Regions from separate parts of the Ovis aries genome. Here region 2 is linked to region 1. The links are chromatin contacts, called in public Hi-C maps. All regions are on one chromosome and are shown on one strand. The core of a region is the stretch at or near the end of the contact, and the rest is flanking DNA. Distances in the headings are between cores, read along the strand shown. Region 1 holds the start of NAT16 (N-acetyltransferase 16 (putative)). Region 2 overlaps SERPINE1 (serpin family E member 1).

The links. Hi-C and Micro-C count contacts between places; a contact is called where the count stands out from the background.
Region 2: a Hi-C map of liver shows a contact between it and region 1, with 2.3 times the contacts expected there. The contact joins the enhancer-like site here to the promoter of NAT16 in region 1. A contact is called at or near these places in 6 of 16 Hi-C or Micro-C datasets (blood, hypothalamus, liver and 3 more).

Annotation. Positions count from the first base shown.
Region 1 is chr24:35,983,114-35,988,734 of ARS-UI_Ramb_v3.0, forward strand. It overlaps NAT16 (N-acetyltransferase 16 (putative)), which reads left to right and starts at 1,536. Exons shown (of 10, transcript XM_060405835.1): 1 at 1,536-1,795; 2 at 5,434-5,519. The coding sequence starts at 5,442.
Region 2 is chr24:36,017,718-36,023,136 of ARS-UI_Ramb_v3.0, forward strand. It overlaps SERPINE1 (serpin family E member 1), which reads right to left. Exons shown (of 9, transcript NM_001174114.2): 7 at 5,375-5,419; 8 at 4,203-4,286; 9 at 3,738-3,871. The coding sequence ends at 3,834. Among named protein-coding and RNA genes, the nearest start is that of SERPINE1, 7.5 kb to the right of the region's middle. Within about 2 kb of position 2,659, at least 18 of the 54 cell types and tissues checked have an H3K27ac peak or open chromatin away from gene starts, as enhancers often do. A contact at or near this core is called in liver and tail adipose tissue, where this site is marked.

The DNA of each region.
Region 1 (5,621 bases), core at 286-2,785:
GAGAGAACTGGAACTTTGGGAAACTTTCCATTCTGATTAGTTGAGAGAACTGGAGGTGGGTGAAAGTTGGACCAATCCAAGCATTTCTGATCACAGAGGGGAGGCTTCAGGAGAAAGGCGAGGAATGAGAGTGGCCTCTCCATTCTGCCACTGGTGACTTTTTCCTCCATCTTTTAGCTTTTTGAGGTCCTTTCGCATGAATGAACATATTCCACCATAACCGCAGCTTTATGAGATGCATAGTGTGTTAGCAGCTTCAAAAATCAGAAATGGGGGAGACTTACCTATTGGCTTGCTTGCCTTTGAACTGAAGAGATGACTCTGATCCCTTTAACTCTTGGGGTGGCTTTGCTGGCGGGAGTCCGGGAACTCCTTCAAATCCTCCATCTTGTCACATTAGCTCAGCCAATGGGATACGATTACCAGGTTGCAGAGCAAACACCTTGGAAAGTGTGAAACTAGAAAGAGGTAGGTGAGAGGTCAGCTTTGGTGGGAAGAGGGAGCATGGGAGCTGGGCAGGAGGTGGGAGGAGGGACAAGGGAGGGTGTCCCAGCCTCAGTAGCACTGTGCGGGTTTTAAAGGACGTTCACATCCATCACTTTCCTGGCTCCTTGCAGATACAACTGCAGGTGTTTTACCTCACTTCATGGGGGTGGGGAGCTCCCACCAGGAGTTAAGAGTCTGGGCCACTAGCTTGTTAGAGTCAGAGGCGGCCCTGCAGTCCCTCCAGTTCCAATCGGCTCGCTGGGCCCTTCCTTCCACCCACCGGAGTCAGCCCAGGAGCCCGGCGGTGCGCACAGAGGTCTGTGTTCGTGTACTCGGATGCCCACAGGTGTCCCTGGAAGTCCACAGGTGTACGGCCCCGTGCACTCGTGCTGCCCCGTGGGGGCCTTGCGGCCTGACGGCGGGAGAGATGCCCGCGGCTGAGCGGAGCTGGGCGAGGCTGCTCGGCGACCCCGGGGCGCGGGGGTCATCTGGCCCAGAGCAGGCCTCGCTCTGCTCCTTTCCGTGTCCCGCTTCTGCCTCTTGGGGTCTCCTCCCTTCCCAACCGTCTTGGGTTTCCCGTTTCCCCTGTCGGCTTCTCCGACCTGGGCAGGGTGTTCGGCTCCGTGTCCCCTTTCCAGCTGCTCTTACTAATCTGGCGGCCAGAGATAGGAGAGCCTGGCTGACTTTGCTGGGGGGCCTGGAGAAGGGGAACTTGAGCGGCGGGGTGAACTCCCGGGACCGAACTTAAAGATGCTGCTGGCACGATGCGATAACTCTGTCACTCCACTCCACCAAAACTCAAGACACCTGCCCACCCTCAGTCCCGCTCCCCACCGGGGACAAGGGGAGGGGGCCTCATCTGCAACGCTAGAGGCCACTCAGCTGCGCCCACCTCACCGCCCAGGGCAGCTCCGCTTTCCCCCGCGCCCCGCCACCCCATCTCCTGCCCCGCGCCCCAGCCAGCCCCCGGCCGCAGCACAGTCCGCTCCAGATCCGCGCCGGGTTTCCTTCGCATCGCTGGGGTCTCCGCCCCTCCGAGCGCCGCCGCCGGGGCCGAGCCGGAGCGTAGCGGCGGGTGCCACCCGCACCGCCCGAATCCCGAAGCGCTGGGAACCCGAGCCCGCGAGCCGGTCTGAGCGGTGGTGCTGACCCCGCCTTCTATGAGAACTCCGAGTCGGGACCGGACGGCGCGGCCGGATCCCCGCGCCTCATCGGAATTTGACCCTCGGAGCTCCGAGGGGACCCCTCTCTTTGCGGCCGGCCTCGATCGGCTTCTCAGCACCCCGGCCCTGGCCCTAGCTCGGGAGAGGTAGGGGGATGCAGCGGGGCCTGGGGGCGGGAGGCTGGCGTGCTCCTCCCCCGCGGGATGGGGACAGCGGAAGGCCACGCCCCCCCAGGAGAAGCAGGCCGCCGCGCCCCCTACTGCCCAACCCCTGCCAGTCCCCGGGATGATAGTAACTTGAGACCCGACTTTGTTCAGATGTTCAGAGGCGCCTTCCCTCCTTCACCCCATCATCATTTGGCTCCTACCGTTCCCCAGAGTCTGGCAGTGTCCGGGGGGACCCTTGCCAAGTAGCTTCCTTTGGGATCCGCCTGCCTCCTGCTTCCCCAACAGACCGGACGACCCTCCAGTACAGCACCCCCTCTCCATGATTCTGGCCCTCTGGGGCCCCAGGCACCCCCCTCCCCAGCTCCACGGTGTTCCCCATCCCTTGCCTCTGCCCCCACTTCACCTTGTCACCTCTTACTTGACCCCTTTCCCCACCACACACCCGCTGGGAGAAGGGGGCGTGTCACTCTGCTTTCCATTTCTGATCTCTTTGGGGAGGGGGTGCAAGCTAGAAAGGTTTGTTTTTTTTTTTTTTTTTTTCTTTTTGCGTCTACTGGGCTCTGAATCACCAGGTGTCTTGTCTGTGACTCATTATCCGTGCCCCCCAGATCCTCTCTTGATGGCCTTTGTCTCCTTTCTGGCTCAATTCTGATCCTTGTCTCTCTTTTCTTTGGGCGCTTCGTGTAGCCGCCGTCTCTTTGTCCCTGCCTTTCCTCTCTCCGTTTGTCTTCCAGCTCAGAGAAGCTGCGACCTCAGCGGCATTAATATTTCAGGTGTGCGGGGTGAGGGAGGAGGGGAGAGGGGATTGGGCTCCTGGCATGCCCAGGGATGACTACAGTTATCCTCTCACCAGTGTGGATCATTCATATCTATGAGACTGAGAGAATGGATACAAGGATGATAAGGAAAATGCTGCCCCCTTTCCTGGAACCTGGCCCCGGGGGTGCTTGGACTACATCTCCCATAGTGCCCTGGGGCATAGGGCTGCCTCCTCCTCTGCCTCCACACCTAATGGAAGTTATAATTCAAGGAGCCAGGTTGGAGGGTGGGAATGGATCAGAGTGTGTAACAAGGGTTGTGGGGGCCAGCTGGTTGTTTTGGCTTGGCCTGGACTCCCTAACGCACTTTTACCGCAGCACCCACCTCCCCCAAGGCTTACGGACCTTGGAACCTCTCCAGCTCCTGCAAGGGAATAGGAGTAGAGAGTGCTGGGGAGAAAAGAAGCAGGGTGGCTGGGCAGGCTCCCTCTCCTTCCCTGTGGCCCTGGGAATCCCCTCCCCTTATACATGTCCGTATCTGAGATGTAGACACACTCTTTGGAAACAGTCTCCCCGTCTTGAAAGAGAGAGGGAAACCAACGTCCCGTTGCATGAGCGGCTGTCTTCAGGTGGCTCACGTTCTGCCCGCTTTGGGCAGCAGTGGAGAATTGTTGGAGTTATCACTGAATTGCCAGCTTGTATCTTCCAGGGATTCAGGAACCGCTGGTGAGGTTGTCTGGAAATCCAAATGGGAGCCTCAAGCTAACCTATTCATCTCTGGGACCCGTCATTCCTAGAGCCTGGCATGAGGAGTCTGATTGATCTCATTTTTGGCATAGAAATTGCTGACAGTGGAGAGATGGCAGTGAGGGTTCCTCTCGCAAGCTCGTCTCTCGTTCTGAGTCAGCTTAGCCCTTAGCACTTGGAACCTTTGACTCCTGCCAAGGACCCAGTCTTTCCTATCCTTGCTCTTCAGGCTGGGGTCAGAGATCTCCCCACTGGCCTCAGAGCCAGTAAAATGGAAGTTTTTGCCTGGCTTTGCCCAAGCTGAGTCACCTTAGGCAAGATCTTAACCATCTTGGGCCTCGATTGATTTTATCTCCATGAAAGGATGGAGCCAGATGGTCCCTGATGGCCCTAAGATCCTAAGATCCTCTGAGCCTGTGCTTCCCCTCCCCCTTTTATGATACTGGCCTGAGCTATCTGACCACACCCTAGCTTACATGGCAGAGCCTTGAGCATCAACATTAGACTGAAAGAAAAAAAAAAGGAGATGGAGCCCTTGTTTGAAACTTGCTGGTATAGGAAGCACATTGTGTTTACATAAGCCATGTTTGCGATATGGAAACTAAACTGAAAGTCGCTCAGTCGTGTCCACCTCTTTGTGACCCCATGGACTATGCAGTCCAGGGAATTCTCCAGGCCAGAATACCTGGAGTGGGTAACCGCAGGGGATCTTCCCAACCCAAGGATCAAACCCAGGTCTCCTGAATTGCAGGCGGATTCTTTACCAGCTCAGCCACCCGTTGCTGGTCCCATCTCCCAAACCCATGTCATGTTCTATAAGGCTGAGGCAGCCCTGTGCCCCAGGGCACTATGGGAGATGTAGTTCAAGCACCCCCTGGGCCAGGTTCCAGGAAAGGGGGCAGCATTTTCCTTATCATCCTTGTATTCATTCTCTCAATCTCAAATTAATATCGCCCCCCACAAAGCAGCTGGCATGTGTGTCCCCTGGGATGTTGGTTACTGAGGCTTATGTAGGTTACATCAGGGAACAGTTCTACCTGGCTGAGAGAGGAGGGGATTTGATTGGCTTATTTTGTTGGTCTGGAAAAGAGAGGTCTAGCAATGAGGAGTCATCTGGCCTTGGGCAGGGAGCTTTCTCTTTGGCCCTGCCCCTGAGCAGGAGGGGGGAAGAAGAATTGGATGCCAAAGGCGTAGCAGATACACAAGGTTCTGACCCAAAAAGGAGACTTGGAGGAATGGGAAGAGCAGGGGCAGCCTGAGTGGGACATGAAGCAAGGATCACAGGAAGAAATTTCCAAAAAAGAAGAGAGAGAGAAGGGAAGGGACTGCATCTCTAGAGGTGAAGTCAGCGGGGAGAGGGCATAGGTAATCTTGGTGGATATTTGTTTGCTGAAGCTCCAACAGAGCTCTTTTCAAAATAATCACCTAGCCCTGGAATGGAGCCAAGTCTCCCTCTGGAAAAGGAGGGAACAGCCTCAAAGAGGAAGGAAAGGGCGGTTTTGATTACCCTGAGAGGAACGGCTTGACATTTTCTAATAGAACTGTCCATCTGTCCACTCCTTAATTTATGTTTGAATATGTGGGGTGGGGGCCACTGGGGCAGCGATATGGAGAGATCTGATGTCTACACCCCCACTCTTTGTTCTGGAATGAGCAGCAGTGGGAGCCGGGGCAGTTGAACCCTCTCCGTCCCCTCTTTCTGCCAGCTGGGAGGAGCCCTGGAGGGAGTGGAGGTGATGGGAATTTCTTCACCTGTGTTCTGCAGAGAGGTGGTGTGGCCCTTGAAGGGGGGTGGGGTCCCTCTATTATCCCCCAGGGGCCTTCTGTTCTTAATCTCAGTTCTGGGGGTGACCAGGGTGATCAGGGATGAAGGAATTCAGGGGGTCCTGAGTGTGTGAAGAGCATCCCAGAGGGTGGAACAACGCAAGATTGGGAGCTCTAGGAGCTGGTGGTGGGAGGGGAGCTGCCGGCCCTCTATTCCCAGGGTCTGTGAGAAGAGAAGGGGTGTTTAAGTAGGAAGGGCTTGTGTGGATCGCATGGAGGGGGCCTGCTGTGGAAACGGGGGTGGGGGGGGGGCTCTGACCCCCGCACTGGGTTCTCTCTTTTCTGCAGGATCATGCATGACACTGGAAGCCAGCAGTGATGGAGCCACCTCAGAGGTTTCTAAGCCCGAAAAAGACATGGAGCCAGATGCAGAGGTATGCTCAGAGATCCCAGGAGGCCAGGGCCAAGTCCAATCCCAGATCAGGGCTTGAGGCTGAGTTCAAGCTCCCAGGCTAGGGACTGAGTCAGGACCTGAG
Region 2 (5,419 bases), core at 1,409-3,908, 36 kb after region 1:
AAGGCCCAAGCACAGCAATGGGGACCCAGCATAGCCAGAAATAATACATTTATTAATAACATAAATTTTAATGAAAAATAGAAATAAAGCTGAGAGTAGATTTGGGGAGCTGCTCACCCTTGGCCTCTTTCTTCTGGATCTTGCCCTGATTCCCACTGGCTTTTTAAGGAGAAAAGAAGACTTCCCCTCCAGGCTCAATTGCACTGTGGGGCCCCTCTTACTGCAACAGCCTCAAGGGATGCAAGCCTGAAATGTAAAGAGAGGAATCCACAAGGAGATGTGGCAACCACATCCCCTCGGAACATCCTGGTACATCGTGTTGGAGGCGCCCAAGGATGCCCCTGGACTGACCTTTGGGAGGGGAACAGGAATGGGAAGGGTAGCAAGAAAGCCTCAGTACATACTGAATGATTGAGGAGGGAGGCGATGAATGAAGACCCTGTCTGGATTTACTCTCCAAAACATTACAATCAAAGTTTGCTCCAAGGCAGGCTAACATAATTTTAGGGAAAATTATAATGTGAAGCTTCTTTTAGTTCAAGATCTGAACTCTTATCTTCTTTTTTTCTTTTTAATTTGGCTGTGCTGGGTCTTGGTTGCGGCATGCAGGATCTTTTTAGTTTCAGCAGGCAAATTTAGGTGTGGCACGTGAGATCTAGTTCCCCGACCAGGGATTGAACCCAGGCCCCTCGCATTGGGAGCTCGGAGTCTTAGCCACTGGACCACCAGGGAAGTCCTAAAGTCTGTCTTTATTCATGGCGGTGCGCTTATTTAGGAAAGTTGTGAAGGCTTTTTTAAGCTTCAGAAAAGGTAAGATTCGTACCAGGCAAAATGGTCGCTTTAAATTGTTTTGTATACCATTTGAAGATGTTTGTGTGACCAGAATCACATACTTGTGGGATTGGGAGGTTCTTAGAAGACACTTAATCCCATTGCTAGGAAGTTATCTCATGGATATGGGAGCACATGTGCACAGGGATGGAGGTACAGGATGGCTATCTCCGCATTCTCGGCAACAACGATGGCGTATTTTTTAAGCCAGGAAACAAAATGTCCATCAACAATCCACTTCTGCCCTTTCAAAGTGTTCAACTGTCTTAGTATGAGAAGGAATTCCTTATCATAAAAAAAAAAAAATTCACCCCCTCTACCCTGACTGCTGAATGATGCCCACCAGCAGATCATCTTGGCTGTCCTTGAACACTTCCAGTGATGGAAAGCTCACTACTGCTTAACTATCAGACAATGTTTTGACCAACAGCCCCTGGACAAGAATGGGTTCCTATTAAGACATGATCCAAGTTTCCAGGGGGACTGGGTCTATCAGGCCCATCTTTAGGGCTCTGGAGCTGGACAGCACAAGATTTTGACAGCTAGTTCTTGGTATTTTTTCCATTTAAAAATTCCTGTGGGATATATAAATGGAAAATAATTGGGGGAAGAAGGTCCCCTGACAAGAGCCTTCAAGATGTTGGAAGAAGATAATAATTCAGGATAACATTTTAAGGATGATATTAACAACCTATGTAACAAAAGAGCCTTCTTTCAAAGAACCTGATATGTCGATGGGGGTGGAGAGGATAACATGCACACCCCAAATTAAAGAGCGTGCATGCGTGCAAGCACTGTTACACACCAGGAAAAGAGAAGCTGAGTACTTGCCAAGTAGACAGCGGCGATGTTGACTGGATCCCCTGGGAATCCAGGGTGGAGGGAATGGATTTGGTTTGTGTTTTGAGAAATGGGGAGTGGGGTAGGTGCGGGGAGGATGGGAACATTTGGTGGGGAAAGAAATGAATAGAATGGGAAGTGACAGGGACAGTGAAAAGAGGTGTCTGGGTGGGTGGCAGGTGTCTGAGGAACCTCTTTCCTTTTTATTTTTTTTGGCCATGCCAAAGGGCACGTGGGATCTTAACCGGAGATGGAACCCACGGCCCTGCAGTGGAAGCACAGAGTCTTAACCACTGGACCACCAAGGAAGTCCCTCTTTTCTTTTCGAGGATGAGGCCCAAAGGGAGAAGCACGTTCTACACAGGGTGTCCCCCCGGGGGTCTTCTTGCAGGCTCCAGTGGCCAGCCCTGCAGATTCACCCAGGACAGGTCGGTGTGCCTTGCCCCTTGCAGGTGTGTGTTTCATAAAGATCCCAGTTCATCAGGTCTGTAAACTGATAGGGTCTGGATTTTGTGCTGTGTGAAACAAGGAAAGTCATGGCCAAGGACTATTTTGGAATATTCTTTTTATTTATTTATTATTTTTTTTAAAAAACATTTTTTTTTACTTGCTTCTATATCAAAAGTGAAAAAGCAGTTTCAAGAGCCATGGACCCCACAAGTGGGGGTACTGAGTGTGGCCGACACTGTCCAGTGCATCAAGAAAAAAGATAAACAAAACAACACACACACAAAGAAGGAAGGTTTTTCACTGAAGGGCACAGCGGGGTGATTGGGTTCTGTTAGGTTACATTCATTCAATGTCTATGTGCAATTCTTCAATAAATCGGTCCTCTCTCCGTACCCCCTCAGCTAGCTGGCTTTCAGAAAGATTATCTGCCGGAGGTAATTGAGCCCTAGCTCGCTGGCTCTGTCATTCTCTCTCTCTCTCTCTCACGCGTCCACCGCTCACACACAGCAGCCGGAAATGACACACTGAAGTGAGTCACCAGTGCGGCTGTGAGTCACCCTGTAATTGGGGAAAGTTCTGTCCTGCTAGGTCGTGGAGCCCCTTGCACTCCTGCTCCTAAATATACTGGAAAATTTTGAAACCACTCCGTCTCTCTTCACCCACCACATCCTTTCGGTCCCTAAAAGTGAGCCGAAGTTGGATGGTCCTGCCAGGGACGAGGCTCCATCGGGTGGAAAACCGGGGAGAGGAGAGGCGCGGGGGCGCTGGGCCTCCACCAGGTGGCAGTGTGGGCCCCGGGAGGCTTGCCACCTGGTGGAGGGGAGGGACAGTCAAGAGGCCTCTCCTGAGATGCAGCCACACAGAGCCCCCCAAGGGAACACGGTGAACAAGGTTAAATAATGTTTCTCTGAAGACGTTTCTCTCTCCCAAGCGCACAAGGACAAGGATGTGATAAATATTCAGGCACACCCCTGGCATCTCACCCTCCCCACCAGGAGATGGGAGCCAAGAACCAGGCACACACCTCATCTCTCCTTCCGTTTCTGCAACATAAAGTTTGTGGGAAGCAGAAACCTGCTTCTCTGAGTAAACAAGTCACCTACACTCTAAAATAATATAGACACACTGTTTCCTGGGGAGGGAGCAGCCAGGCCGGGGTGGGTCTCGAACCTCGGAGCTGGGGAAGGATGGACCTTGGCTTGAAAGGGTGTTTCTCACCTTGGCCTTCTCGGGCCTGCTGCCAGCCTTCTCAGCAGTGGCAGACAGTGCAAGAGTGACGGCAACGTGACCGGAACACACATTTCTAGCGAGCACACAAAAGCTCCTTCGTGTAAGCCTTGTGGTGCCATCCTACCAGGGCCTCGGTGGGATCCGGGACCCAAGGCCTGACCTGGCAGAGCAATGGGCAGAAGCAGCTGGGCCAGCGGTCCTGGGAGTCCTGCAGTCCAGTTGGGAGGCCGGCTGGGTGTGATGCCTCCCAGTCTCTCCCAGGGTCTCCATTGGAGGGTTTAACTCAAAGGTCCTCTTTGCCCCTCCTGAGAGAGCCCAAAGTTAGGTCTAAGAGGCAAATTTGAAAGAATTTACCATGGAAAAAAAAAATAAATAAATATCTTCTCTTTTTCCAGAAAAATGAATTAATAATTCTTTGCTCCAGACTTTCTTCCTCTTGGACATCTCTAGTCTGTCCCAGATGAGGGCTGTCTTCCCCATGGTCAGGGTTCCATCACTTGGCCCATGAACAGGACAGTTCCTGAGGACGGAAGCATCACAGGAGATGAGAAGGGGGGGAGGCGGGGGACAGCTCACCCAGCTCGGTGTTTATGGATGAACTGAGATAATGGGGACATGAGTGTTCAGAGACACAGCTGCTCTAGTGACTAAGCTGGGCAGAGGGACAGACAAGCACCCTGTCTGGAGAGAGAGCACTCCCCTCCAAGTGGAAGGAGAGCACAGCCATGATTCGTTGCCTGGAGTCTTCTTGGGGGAAGTGGGGGCGTCTACACCTGCCTGGATGGTACCTGACTCCAGGAGAATGGGGAGGGGGGCCGAGAGTGGCGGGGCCTCTCAGGTCCCCGGCTCACCTGTGGGGTTGTGCCGCACCACGAAGAGGAAGGGTCTGTCCATGATGACCTCCTCGGGGGCCATTCGGGCTGAGACTATAACGGCTGGAAGAGACAGGACAGAATCTTAGAACAGAGGGACGTGGGCCCTGGCGCCTGGATGGGCCACAAGTGATCCAGTGACACCAGGGCTGGGGCTGGGGAGTGGATTGGGAGGCTTCATTGTTTCCTGGTGCGTGTGTGCTCAGGCACATCCGACTCTGTGACCCCATGGGCTGTAGCCCACCAGGCTTCTGTTTCCATGGGATTTTCCAGGCAAGAACACTGGAGTGGGTTGCCATTTTCTACTCCAAGGGATCTGCCCAACCAGGGATCGAACTTGCATCTCCTGCATTGGCAGGCAGATTCTTTACCACAGTGCCACCTGGGAAGCCAAATAATCACAGCAGAGACTTCCCTGGTGGCATAGCGCATCAGAATCTGCCTGCAATGCAGGGGACACGGGTTTGCTTCCTGGTCCAGGAGCATTCCACAAGCCGCAGAGCAACTGAGCTCACGTGCCATGACTACTGAGCCCGTACTGTGAACCCAGAAGTGTCAGGATGTCCTCTAAGGCAGTTGGGCAGAGCTCTAGCAGCTATTTGCTTGAGTAGTGAAAGTGAAAGTCGCTCAGTCGTGTCTGACTCTTTGCGACCCCATGGACTATACAGTCCGTGGAATTCTCCAGGCCAGAATACTGGAGTGGGTAGCCTTTCCCTTCTCCAGGGGATCTTCCCAACCCAGGGATTGAACCCAGGCCTCCTGCATTGCAGACGGATTCTTTACCAGCTGAACCACAAGGGAAGCCCACTCACTCGAAGGCAGGTTTATCTAAACTCTTTCAAGGCATGTTGGAGGCAAGCGCCTTTAAGTCGACTGGCCACTCTGAGAGCCAGCCAGAACCTCCCATTCAGGGGGACTTCAGAGCCAGTGGGGAGGGAACGGGGTCCCGGGGAAAGCAGGCCCATTTTCTAGTGGGATCAGGTAACGGTAATGCTCTCCATACAGGAAGCCCTGTTCTACCAGGAGAGGCCCGGTAGATAGACCAGGGCAGTGGGCTCTTCCCGGTGCACCCCGGGTATGGGTACCAGATCATGGCCCCTCGTGGAAGCCTGGGGCTGAGACTCGCCAGGCCTCACCTGAGCCTGACTCACCTGTGGAGGAGGACGCCAGCGTGCCGCTCTCATTCACCTCGATCT